Linked DNA regions of Mus musculus: all the other regions are linked to region 2. A link is a contact called in public HiChIP or PLAC-seq and promoter capture Hi-C data. All regions are on one chromosome and are shown on one strand. The core of a region is the stretch at or near the end of the contact, and the rest is flanking DNA. Distances in the headings are between cores, read along the strand shown.

Region 1 (3,004 bases), core at 494-2,993, 220 kb after region 2:
CTCTGTGATCTACCTAGCAAGTTGCAGGCCAGCCTGAGAACTATGAAATGAGACTCCCTAAAATTATAAAGTTTAGCTTTGAAGAAAATACAGTGTGGTTAGATGATAACAGAGGAGAGTCTCCACAGGGGTGCCAGGAGAGCCTGTCTGAGGAGAGAGACACTTAAGCAAAGGCAGAATGGTAAGAGAGCCAAGCATTTGACGCTCTGAGGGGAAAGCCTTTGGCAGCGGCAATAGCATATACAAAGACTCAGGAGCAGGCGTGAACTCAGTGAGTTCAGAACACCTCTTTTGGGGTGGCTGGTGGTCAGCAGGCAGGGGCTAGTCAGCAAGGGCTCCTGTGAACCATCACGTGGATTGGAGAGCTCCGACAGGAGGCGGTCTGAGAAGCAGTGTTTTTTAAAGGGAAAGAGGTCGGCATCATGTCCAGGGACAATTGGAGGGTAGTTCGTATTAGCCTAGACACTCCTCTCCAGGGATGCCTTCTGTTCCTGGCTCTCCCTATCCGGAGCAAAGCTCCCTTGTATATCATCTCCTGTCTGCCGCTGGCCTGGGGCTCCTGTCTTTTTCCTTTACACCTCCAGCCCCTGTACAATCCGGGCCCAGGTAGATATATTCCCAAGAGGTCCCTATTCCTAAGTCCATCCTTAAGTAGGCCAGGGAGGTAGGAGGGATCAGCAGTGGCCAGCCAGCTGAGGGCCAGCTGTGTTAGGGGCAGGTGCTGTGTCCTTTTCCTCTTGGACACAGCCACCTTTGGTGGCTCAGACACTAGGAGAAGTTAGAGGTAACCCCAGAGACTCTTCCGAGGAGTACCCCTAGGCTCATCAGAGGTTGTGGGAAGTTTCAGGGGATTCAAAGACCTCTTGGGTCCAGTCACAGCGTTAATTCAGACAGCCTTTAAGTCTTGGTAAGCCCTCTCTCAAACATCTATTAAGCCCCAGGTTCTGCTCATAGGCCAGGCTGGGGTCTGGGGACCCATAAAGTCCTCAGTTCTGAGGCTGGGGATGAGGTGTGCGAAGGAAGGACTTGGGGCCCCTGATATGGATATAGGTTATAATAATACCCTGTGTTGAGCTCTTTGCTTAGTTAGGCCTCTGTTCTAAACCTTCCCATACAGCAGGTGCAAGTACCCATCACACAGGAAAGGAGAGTGGGCAACCAAGAGTCAGAGAGGTTGAGCAACTTGTCCAAGGTCGCACAGCCAGCTGAAAACACATACTAGAGATACTGAAGCCCGTACAGCTCTGTAGACTTTGCAGAGGAGGAGATGGCTGAGCTGGGCCTTCAGTGAATAACATGCCATCTGCCTACCACCCCCGATGCAAGAGATGTGGGCACCCGCAGTCCAGGCAGGAGCTTGCCTAGCATTAGGGTCCCCATGGCTGGACAGTTCTGAGGGGAGATGAGATCAATCAGCCGCAGAGACTAGGGGGTGGGGGGAGCAGGGTGAGGGCCTCTGCAGGACAGCCTGCAGAAGCTGGTCCATCTCGGGTTACCTCTCTTCCTCCTTCTCCAGCTTCTCTCTCCCTGGCTCCATGCCTTCCCGCAGTGTCCCGGGTGGGGTTTGGCACCGTGCAGGCCCATGCCCGCGAAGGGGCTGTAAGCCTTGCTCCTTGCCTTCTTGGGTCCCGCCATCTCCCCTTCCCTCGGCCAGCTCCTCACCTGCGCGCTGCATCCGCAGCCATGCGTTCACCTTGCGCGCGTCCCTGCAGCCGCTCCCGGAGGCGCATCCTCCGAGATGCTCAGGCTTGGCCAGCAGAGCCCGGCTCTGCCGATCTCCTCGTCAAGCCCGCCCACAGGAGCGCGGGATACTTAACCCTTTCCTTTGGGAACGGTCTCTGTTCGCTGCTCCTCACCGCCCCTTTCTCACAAGCAGCACAGCCCAGATGGTGTCAGAGCCCTGTGGGGTTCTGCAGTGTTCCTTCTAGCTACAGCCCGCTTTATTTGCATACCTGCGGGGACTGGGAGCTCACTTTCTCTGGATTCATACAGGCATAGGTAGATCATACATACAGCCTGGCATATCTTCCAGGCTTTTCCCAGAGCATATTAAATAAAAATGAGCCCACGCTTTCTTAATTGCTCTTGTAACTTGCCTTTCTCCTCATCATTTTACAATATATTCTGACACATTTTCGAAGATCTACTTCTTTCTTTTTTCTTCTTTTCTTCTTCTTTCTCCTCACCCTCCTTCTTTTCTATTATTGTTGTTGTTGTTATTTTGGTGTGTGTGTGTGTGTGTGTGTGTTTGTATTTGTGTGGCCTGTGGCATACCACATCATGTCTGTGGAGTCAGTTTTCTCCTTCTGCCTTGTGTATCCTGGGGACCAAACTCAGATCTTCTTTACCTGCAGAAGCAGCTTGCCAGCCCTAGGTCTACTTCTTTCTGGTCTCCGATGTGGTGATTTTCAGCATGTGGTTAGCCGATCATGTAATTTCTTCTGGCCTTTGTGACTGGATACAATACTACCTGAGTCACTGTTCTATTGTTATGAAGAGACACCGTGACCAAAGCAACTGCTATAAGAGAAAGTATTTAATTGGGTGCTTGCTTACAACTTCAGTGGTTTAGTCCCTTATCATCATGTTGGCAGGCACTGGAACAGTAGCTGAGAGCTACATACTGATCAATAGAAACACACACACACAGAGAGACAGACAGACAGACAGACTAGGCCTGGCATGGGCTTTTGAAACCTCAAAGCCTTCCCCATTTGACACACAGCTTCTGTTAAGGCCACACTTTCTAATCCTTCTAATCTTTTCAAAATAGGGCCACTCCCTGATGGCTAAGTATTCAACTATATGAGCTTATGGGAGCCATTGTTATTCAAATCACCACAAATACCTTCTTTATCTTCAGCCTCTAACACTAGCGGGAGAAATGGAGAAGGCTGAACTGTAGCTGACCTTAGGTACTTTCTGGGTTCTTCTCCCACCCCCATCCCCCGCACTTTATCCTCCCACCCCCAGTTTCACCCCCTATCACTAGAGACAGAAAGAA
Region 2 (2,787 bases), core at 99-2,598:
CCAACCTCCTGACTGGTGACCACTCTCGCCACTCACTGCCTTCCACTGACCCTGGTGTTCAGATTACTGTCAACTCTCAGAATTGTGTTGGAGGGTACAGGGGCGTTCCCAGGGCCTCATGGAGATTATAATGTCAGCAAAACCCCATTCTGCAATTTTTGTTTCCTGGGAAGGAGAATCACCTGCACTGAAAATGAGGCAATTTCACACTAATCACAAAATAAAAGCAAGTTTTTTGAATGGCTTTTCATTAGCATTTCATCCGGTTGTGACCGTCGTTGAGCTGCTCGGAATCTTCACTGCCTGGCCTCGTGCTGAATGAAGGGTTGGAGTTTGGGGGAGTTACGAAGTAGGATTTATCTCTGTTCCTTCTTTGCTGGGGAAAGAAACCCGGGCTTGTGTTTATAAGCAAATAAATGCTCTACCACCAAGTCAAATTCTCAGTCCCCATCAGTCAGCGTAAGCCACGAGGAGTGGCATATAAACCCGTGAGACTGGGTTGGAAGGAGAGGTCAGCAGCTGAGTGGGTTCGACCACAACTACCTGTTCTGTGCAAGTTCTGCATATCCTCACTGGCTTGCTTTTTTTTTCTTCGAGAAGGGTTTCTCTGTGTAGCCCTGGCTGTCCTGGAACTCACTCTGTAGATCAGGCTGGCCTCAATCTCAGAAATCCGCCTGCCTCTGCCTCCCAAGTGCTGGGATTAAAGGCGTGCAACACCACGCCCGGCGGCTTTCATCTTTAGTTAAACCCTGAAGCGACAGTGCTCTGGGATAGGAGACCTGAGCCAATAGAGGGGCAGGCTTCTGGGCTGTGGAGGCAGCAGTGGACACGGCACAGGGAGGGGGCTGCTTGATTCAGAGCTCTTCACCATTCATTGATCCTCCTCTCGCACCCTGTACTGAGGATGGGCCCTAGGCCTTTGCATATAGTAGACCAGGTGCTGTGCCAATGAACTGTTCCCCAGAGCCCTGACCTAATAGGCCATCAATGTGAATACCCAGAGGTCACTAAGCCTATCTTAAAGTATGCCAGTAGCTGCCACTAGGGCCATAACCACTAATATTGAGTAACTTGCTCAAGGCCACACAAATATTAAGGGGGAAATGTAACTTCATATCCAGAGATCAAGATGGGTCGGGAAAGATGAGCGCTGCTCAGAATTGGCTACCAACTCCCACCTGCCAGCCCAATATTTCAGGACCATGGATAGTTCTAAGGTTTTCATTGCTCTGGTGTTTCCAGAGGATGTGTGGGCCAGAGTTGGGGTTTGAGTGAGTTTCCCCGACTAGCTCCAGGCTGCTCCAATGGGGCGGGGGCCGCCTGCAGGGCCGGGCGGGGCTGTGCTGCCATCTGGAGCCGCTGCTGCTGGTGGCCACTGTCAGGGCGCGAGCAGCGGAGCGCACACAAGGCTGGAGAGAGCCGCTGCCTCCGCACATGGGCCGGCCTCGCCACCGCCCCTAGCTTCGGCACCCGGGGTCTCGCAGCCCCTACGCGGCTTTGGCCATTGGACCAGTCATGTCTCTCAGCGGAGCCTCGGAGCGTAGCGTCCCGGCCACCAAGATTGAAATTACTGTGTCGTGCCGGTGAGCGGGCCGCGCTGGGGAGGGTTTAAGTACTGGCAATTCCCCAGCCTACCGCAGCTGCGGGTTCAGTGTGGGCAGGGGGCTAGACCACAGAGGGGACGACCAGGAGCGAGCAACAGAGAACTGAGGCTGAAGGCTGGAGTCACTGGCAGGATGAAAAAGGGGGTCTCCCTGGGCAGCCCCACCCAAGCCTACCGGCTCAAAAGGTGGGCTATGGGAATCGCTGAAGAGCTGGGCCACAAGGGACCAAAGTTCTGGGGCGAGCCGTAGTCCTGGACCCTTGGAGACAGTGCGGGCACATATAGAGCCATTTGTCAGAGATGTCTGATGTTGTCCTGAATGTTGGCAGTGTGGACCCCAACAGTCACTGGGAATAGTAATAAGGAGGGAATACAATTTGCACCCCACGTCTCCTCCAGGTGCCCAGTCAGTTCAGGACTGTGTCAAGGTGGTGAGCGCCAGAATGAGCTAGCCCTCTGTCCATCTGTTTGATGCTTTTCTCTAGGAATCTGCTAGACCTGGATACATTCTCCAAGTCGGACCCCAGTAAGCAGCTCCAGGGCCTGGAGGAGGAACCCGGGGTGTAGGAGCGGGTGGGGCGGTGAGGGGTGCGGGCCGACCTGACGAGCTCCCCTCCCCTGCCCTCACCCGCAGTGGTGGTGCTTCACACGCAGAGCCGGGCCAGCCAGGAGTGGCGGGAGGTGAGTCCCCGAGCCCCAGCCCAGCTCAGGGCCGCTCCCGGGAACCTCTAGCCCGACTGCACGCCTTGCGTTCATGCTCCGTCCTCCCACCCCTCCCTGCTGCCCAGTTCGGACGAACCGAGGTGATTGACAACACACTGAATCCAGACTTCGTGCGCAAATTCGTTCTCGACTATTTCTTTGAGGAAAAGCAAAATCTCCGCTTCGATGTGTGAGGCTCCTCCTAGAATCCTGTCTTACCCTCCACCCCCCTCCACCACCACCCCCCAACCTGGATCAGCCAGAATTCTGCCTGGTCTCGCCCCCACTTCACCTTGCTACCTGGCTCCTCCCCCTAGCCCAGGTCCTTCTAAGGCTTCACTGTTCTTAACCCCGCCCCCCACACCCAAGTTGGCGCCTCCTTATGCAGAATCCATCCAGTTCCCTCCCCAAACCAGGCCCTGCCCACAACCCTGCCTTCTAATTTAGCTCCACCTTGGCCTCAGGCGCCCTCCCATGCTACT
Region 3 (2,973 bases), core at 146-2,645, 240 kb before region 2:
AAGCCCCACCATCTGCCCCACCTCCCAAACATTTATTTATGGAGGTGAGGATCTCACGGTACACTTGTGGAAGTCAGGGGGCAACCCATGGAGTTTGTTCTCTCCTTCCACAGTGTGGGTCCTGGGGATAGAATGCAGATGGCCAGGCTTGATGGCAGACACCTTTTACATGCTGGGCCGTTTGTCAGACCCCTTTTTTATTTTTTACTAAACTACAACGCCGCTTTCTACGATACTGGCTGCTCCTAAACTCTTTGATGCATCCAAGGCAAGGATCCGGTTTTTACCTTTCTCATTGTCCGTGCTGACAAGGACAGTGTGGCTCCATGCCTCAGCTGCTGCTGCCACCACTGAAACTTTAAACAATTTTTATTATTTATTTATTTATTTATTGGTGAGGATGAGGGGAGAGGCAGAGAGAGAGATTGCAATGCAGTGTCATAATGCCCTTGGAGCCAGACTTGGCTGTCAGAGCCCCTGAAGTTACAGGTATTGAGAGCGGCCAGAGGTGGGTGGGTGCTGGGTACCAAATTTGAATTCTCTGGAAAAGCAAGCCTTAATCACTGAGCCATCTCTCCACCATCGCTCCCCCCCCCCCCCCAAAATCCGGCTGTCTCTTTCTGTTGAGTTCTAAGTTTCCTCTTTTAAAATGTTACATTTGGGGCTGGTGAGACGTCTTAGAGGGTAAAGGCTCTTGCTACCCATCCTGATTAGCTGAGCTGGATCACTGGAACCCACGTGGTGGAAGAGAAGCAACTTCTGCCAAGTTGTCCTCTGACCTCAGGTGTGGCACACAAGCTCCCTCCACACACACAGGAAATACATGTAACTAAAATATAGGAAATGTAACCTTTGGCATATATAGAGAAACATGATCTGAAAACCGCAGGCTAGGCTAGGGGCTATACTCTAGTTACAGCACAGCTTGCCGGTCCCTGCAGAATCCAAGCCGGGTATGGTGGCGCACACCTGTAGTCCTAGCATCCCGGAGGCAGAGACAGCGGATATCTGTGATTTCCAGGACAGAACGATCGACAAAACGAGCAGGCCAGTCAGGGCTACATAGTGAGACTCCAATCTCAAAAAGAAATTCCAAGTAAAGAGTGTTGTGCAAGACGGGAATGGGGGAGAAGAATCTCTTTAGCCTCGGTTTCTCTGGCTTTAAGACTGGAATCAAGTCCCAGTCTCACCCCAGTGCTCGACACTGAGGGCAGAGGAAGTAGAACAACCGAGCATCCGCTCGCTAGGAGAGCGCCCTCCGCAGTGGTTCCCTCCGGGCAGGTGACCGGCCTACCGGCCGTTCTTCCTCTTCCGGGTCAGAGTGCACCCAACTGCGCACAGCTCTCCGCGCACACTCCCCCGCCTACCCCGGAGCGTGGGAGCACCGTGCCCTCCGAGGCCTGACTTCCGTTTCCGGGCTGGCACCTCGGCTTCCGGCGGCGTGCTCGCGGTGCGGAGACCGGAAGGGTCTGTGCTTGCTGCCGGTAACTGGCCGCGGCTGGGAGTGGCCGGGTGGGTGGGACGCAGGGGAAGACGGCGGTGGCTTCGTATAGGTCGGTGCTGGGGCTGAGCGTCTGGACTCTCGCTGGGCTTCGCAGAGGGTGGGAGTGAGAGAGCCACTGCCCTTCGGTCCGAACAGCCCTTCTGCTCTCCACACTGTCCGTAGGAGTTGTGTTCACAGTGGCGAACGGTGACACGGTGGAACCGCGTTCACCTCTGTGGCCTGTTCTTGGTTGGCACAGCATTAGGGACAAGGAAGATGTTAGCTTAAGCCACGGCGCTTTTGAAAAGCTGGTGGGAGGTGTGGGCCCTCCATCACGGTAACACCACTCCAGCCCCTTCAACCTCCACAAACACTCCCACAGGACGTCTGTATTACTAGCTTCAGACATTTCCAAGGTGTCCCCAGCATGCGCGTCATTGGATCTCGGCGTCACCACATAGTAGGCTTTCAGATATTTGTAATTGTTTAGATAGTGGAAGTTGAGTTAATCTTTAATAAATTCACTGCCCACTTGTCTACATGGCGGAAAGTAGATACCTCACCCATACATTAAAAGTTTTGATCATTAGTCCAGAATTGTGTTGTTCTCGTTAAAATCTTCTGTCTTTGGGAAAGAGAGATATATTTAGTTTCCAGTTCGAAACTAGGCAGGAGTAACTTGCTTCCTGGACCCGCGAGTGTGGGAAGCAAGAATTTTTAACTCTGAACCACTACAGCCTCACATCCTGAAGTGCTAAGCTGAAAGAGCAACAGAGGAGCTTCTCTATTCATGTTAGCAAATGTAAGATGGTGCTTACCAACACAGATGAGCCTAAGCCAAGCACTGCATGCAGTGGAAACACTCTTGTCTTTTCTCCTGATGAGCCTGCATATTGCTTGTTTAGTCACGTTTCACTGCCTGTAATCCGTGCCCTTATTTATACTACAGTTTTAACTCGATAGGTACATTGAAATACAAAAAGAGATGGCATTGTTTCCCTTTTTCTTCCCTGTATTGCCTCTAGAGACTGTTGGTCCTTTTAGAAACATCTCCATCATGTCTTGTGACACTCAAGAAGCTACCAGAGAGTGCCTGGGTATGAACCTTGATGGCAACAAAGAGCCTGTGTCGCTGGTAGAAAGCGGCGTCAGAAGTGAGTCGGAGCATCTCCAAGTCACTATTGGAGCCACTGTACCCACTGGCTTTGAACAAACGGCTGCGGGGGAAGTGAGAGAGAAACTGAAGTCGGCCTGCAGAATCAGCAAAGACCGCGGAAAGATCTATTTTGATATTGCAGTGGAAAGTCTGGCTCAGGTTTGAACAAAACAGTATTTAAATTAGTCTTGGTTATTTTATGATTATTTTTCTGGTTTATAGACACCCCTCCCCCCCTTGGGAATCCTTTACTCTGTTCTGCTTAAAGTAGCTGCATTTTCTGTTGTGTACTAATTTATGAAATTGACTAGTTTACTATGTTGCTGTTTATAAT
Region 4 (2,876 bases), core at 92-2,591, 140 kb before region 2:
TTATTATTTGAAAGAAGAAAATGTTGAAATAAACTTGTCTGTTAAACGTTAAAAAGAGCTGGGCGTGGTGGCGCACACCTTTAATTCCAGCACTCGGGAGGCAGAGACAGGTGGATTTCTGAGTTCAAGGCCAGCCAGGGCTACACAGAGAAACCCTGTCTCAAAAAACCAAAACAAAACCAAAAAAAGCTAAAAAAAAAATATTAAAATGCAGGCTAGAGTGATGACTGCCATTAAGAGCACTGGCCATTCTTTCAGAGAACCCAATTTTTAATTCCCATAACACCCATATGGTTCCTCACAGCTATCTGTTACTCTAGTCTCTAGGGATTTAATGCCCTCTTCTGACATTTCCTGGCATTGTGTGCATGTTTTACACAGGCACACAGGAAGGCAAACCACTTGTACACCTAAAGTAAAAATAGTATTTTTAAAAATTTGTGAAAAATAAAGTAGCAGTGAAATATCAATAAGTGTCAGGAGTAAAACCAGCTCCAAGTGGAAAGGAAAAACCTTGAATAAGAAGCGTGTTCATATCTAGAACTGAGGGGATGAGGTACACAGTCACAGAGAAGGAGGGGAAAGAATCTAGAAGAAGGAAAACAAGAGCCCTGTGCTTTGTACACCCAGCACCCTCCCCATTCTAAAACATTGCTATCCACCTTGTTTTGCTGAAGCAGCTCCATTTATATATCCTAGCATAGCATAGCCCACGTCTGTTTTCTGGGCCTCAGTTGTTGATAGTCTGTATATTGAGAACTTTCCCTTTTCCCCAGTGCCTGGTACAGAGTCCTTGTCATAGCTGCTATCATCACTTTCATGTTACCCTTCACACCATCACCTCAAGAGCTCACTCTCCAGTTCCCATGTGTTAGAGAGGTATTACCTCAGCAAAATGTTCTGTCCTATGAAAGTCACAGAAAAAATACACATATACATGGTATTGGGGTGGGAGGGTGCTTTGTTTGTTTTGTGATCCAGTAAGTACAATGGATTTTTAACTCTGTTAGATGTGTGCAGGTGTATAACAGTCACTTGAGAGGAACTGATCATAGTTCACAGGTATACCCCTAAAGCTAGTAAGAGAATAAAGAAAAGAAAGATTATAATCAGAGGAAGTATGGGGTGAAGAAACAGAGTTCCTCTAGGAAGAATAAGGAGTAGGTTGTGCCCCACCATAAGAAACACTGTGAGCCCTCTAAAATGATTCACCTAATTCTTTCCTGAGTTCTAATTGAGGTGTTCATTGATAGCATGAAACATTATAAGTCCTTTCTAAGGTACCAGGAAGCATTTAGCTGAACTAACCACTTTGTGGAAGTGAGTTCTGCAGTTAAACATTTACCATATGCATAAACATTAACCATCCTCACCACCAAATCCCTCCCTAAAAAGTGTGGCAAACAGCCATGCTTATCGTTACTTTCTGTTTTGCTTCTTGACTCTGAGAAGATAAATAACAAGATACTTTTTCCTCCTCTAGAACATCTCCTCCCCTGAGGGTTCCCCTGCACATAGGCCTAAGCCCCTGTCACCAGAGGTAGTTACCATACCATCTCAATCACATGCAGGCTGAGAGTGAGTGCACAAGGGTGGTCCTGAATTGGGGGGTGAGGGGGCTGGACTGGAGGGTGGCCTCTCATTCACAGCAAATAGAGTGGATCTTATATAAAAACTGACTGCACAGGACCGTGGGGAAATGAGTAGCTGTTTTTATGTTGTGGGGTTGCTTTTGTTGTCATTTGGGAGAAGGAATGGCTGAAGAGTTTCATTAAAGAGAATCTTCAGAGGATGTAGATTCTATGTGCATGAGAGCATTGTTAGAGAAAGTCATGAATAACATCCTCCTGTTAACAAGGAAACTGGAGTTGGTCGACACTGTCTCAGTATCATGTCAGCAATGTATAATTGGGGTTAAACTGACAGCTCACACGGCTGGGTGTCTGGGCTTTGGGTGACAGATGAGCAGCTTCCTTTAGGGAATCCAGCGTTCTCTGGCTTTCCTTCATTTCCTCTGGAGTGCCTAGTTGGGTGTAAGTATGTAAGGAAGCTTAAGCCCAAGCTCTGGGTTACAAACCTTCTCTTGTGCAGAGGCTGGGATACAGTTTGTGTGCAGTGATTTATACCTCTTAGGATACCAATTTCAGTACTTTGCTAAGAAACCCTCCTACCCTAAAGATCCAAAATCATGATTTCAGTGTTAGCAGTTATAATAAGCTTTAGACATGTAATTAATTATTAACCCTATAAATCTACATGGAGCTTTTTTTCTCTGTACCTTTTCAAAATTAACTGGCCTTTAGTCTCACTTTCCAAAATAATTAGGGCCCTACTCCCTGACTAATCACCAAATTCTCAGTCAGTAGGATATTCTGTAGATCATCATGAAACTGAAAAGATTATATTCCACTAGTTTATTGTTAACTTCCTGAGTATTGTGAGTCCATCTTGTTGGGAAAGTATAGATTGCTCTGTCTTGGGTTGCTAAAGATTCAATATTAGAAAGGCTTTGATAACTGATCTGTCTAGTTAAGGGAATGTTGGTGTTAAGCGATACAGATAAGCAGTAATGGGTCGGTTTTATCACTGGTGCATTTCAGCCTTTGATATGCTTTTTGGCGGTAGGCTTTAGCAGTTCTTTGATAGATTGATAGACAGCAGAGGACACGGAATTGAACAGACAGAATGTTGCATGAGAAACATAATCCAAGGTACAAGTAAATAAGGAATGGATTCGTTGCAACCTTTAATGCTATTCTCCTAGTGAGTAATTTACCATGCTTGGCTTTTCAACTACCTCCTGCTTTTCTCCACCTTCCCTTACACCTTCCATTGAAACTAATTTAATAATATATAACATCAGAAGCCAGCAACTT

What was found. Promoter capture Hi-C pulls out the DNA fragments that hold promoters and counts their contacts. HiChIP or PLAC-seq counts read pairs in DNA pulled down with a chosen protein or histone mark.
Region 1: a contact with region 2 is called in an H3K27ac HiChIP or PLAC-seq map of embryonic stem cells, with 7 read pairs. The contact joins the promoter of Prrt3 here to the promoter of Cpne9 in region 2. A contact is called at or near these places in 2 of 39 promoter capture datasets (embryonic stem cells and neural stem cells), 1 of 484 Hi-C or Micro-C datasets (embryonic stem cells), 2 of 115 datasets of contacts at active chromatin or transcription factors (both in embryonic stem cells) and 1 of 9 other capture datasets (liver).
Region 3: a contact with region 2 is called in a promoter capture Hi-C map of neural stem cells. The contact joins the promoter of Thumpd3 here to the promoter of Cpne9 in region 2. A contact is called at or near these places in 9 of 39 promoter capture datasets (the C10 cell line, the SN4741 cell line, cranial neural crest and 6 more), 1 of 15 datasets of contacts at CTCF or cohesin (the NIH/3T3 cell line), 4 of 484 Hi-C or Micro-C datasets (the G1E-ER4 cell line, embryonic stem cells, granulosa cells and 1 more), 12 of 115 datasets of contacts at active chromatin or transcription factors (the 230-238 cell line, the SCID.adh cell line, T-cell acute lymphoblastic leukemia and 8 more) and 5 of 9 other capture datasets (adipose tissue, embryonic stem cells, liver and 2 more).
Region 4: a promoter capture Hi-C map of liver shows a contact between it and region 2. The contact joins the enhancer-like site here to the promoter of Cpne9 in region 2. A contact is called at or near these places in 13 of 39 promoter capture datasets (the 3T3-L1 cell line, 3T3-L1-derived adipocytes, the C10 cell line and 8 more), 1 of 484 Hi-C or Micro-C datasets (the STO cell line), 2 of 115 datasets of contacts at active chromatin or transcription factors (double positive thymocytes and embryonic stem cells) and 5 of 9 other capture datasets (adipose tissue, embryonic stem cells, liver and 2 more).

What each region holds. Positions count from the first base shown.
Region 1 is chr6:113,500,188-113,503,191 of GRCm38.p6, forward strand. It overlaps Prrt3 (proline-rich transmembrane protein 3), which reads right to left and starts at 1,744. Exons shown (of 4, transcript NM_001289700.1): 1 at 1,663-1,744.
Region 2 is chr6:113,280,959-113,283,745 of GRCm38.p6, forward strand. It overlaps Cpne9 (copine family member IX), which reads left to right and starts at 1,349. Exons shown (of 21, transcript NM_170673.3): 1 at 1,349-1,583; 2 at 2,089-2,129; 3 at 2,238-2,284; 4 at 2,392-2,495. The coding sequence starts at 1,516. It overlaps Mtmr14 (myotubularin related protein 14), which reads left to right. Exons shown (of 19, transcript NM_026849.2): 19 at 1-434.
Region 3 is chr6:113,044,907-113,047,879 of GRCm38.p6, forward strand. Thumpd3 (THUMP domain containing 3) reads left to right here and starts at 1,396. Exons shown (of 10, transcript NM_008188.3): 1 at 1,396-1,484; 2 at 2,509-2,798. The coding sequence starts at 2,541. It overlaps Gm43868 (predicted gene, 43868), which reads right to left and starts at 1,265. Exons shown (of 1, transcript NR_164179.1): 1 at 1-1,265.
Region 4 is chr6:113,140,535-113,143,410 of GRCm38.p6, forward strand. All of the region lies in intron 17 of Setd5 (SET domain containing 5), which reads left to right. Among named protein-coding and RNA genes, the nearest start is that of Lhfpl4, 53 kb to the right of the region's middle. Within about 2 kb of position 1,342, at least 27 of the 459 cell types and tissues checked have an H3K27ac peak or open chromatin away from gene starts, as enhancers often do. A contact at or near this core is called in liver, where this site is marked.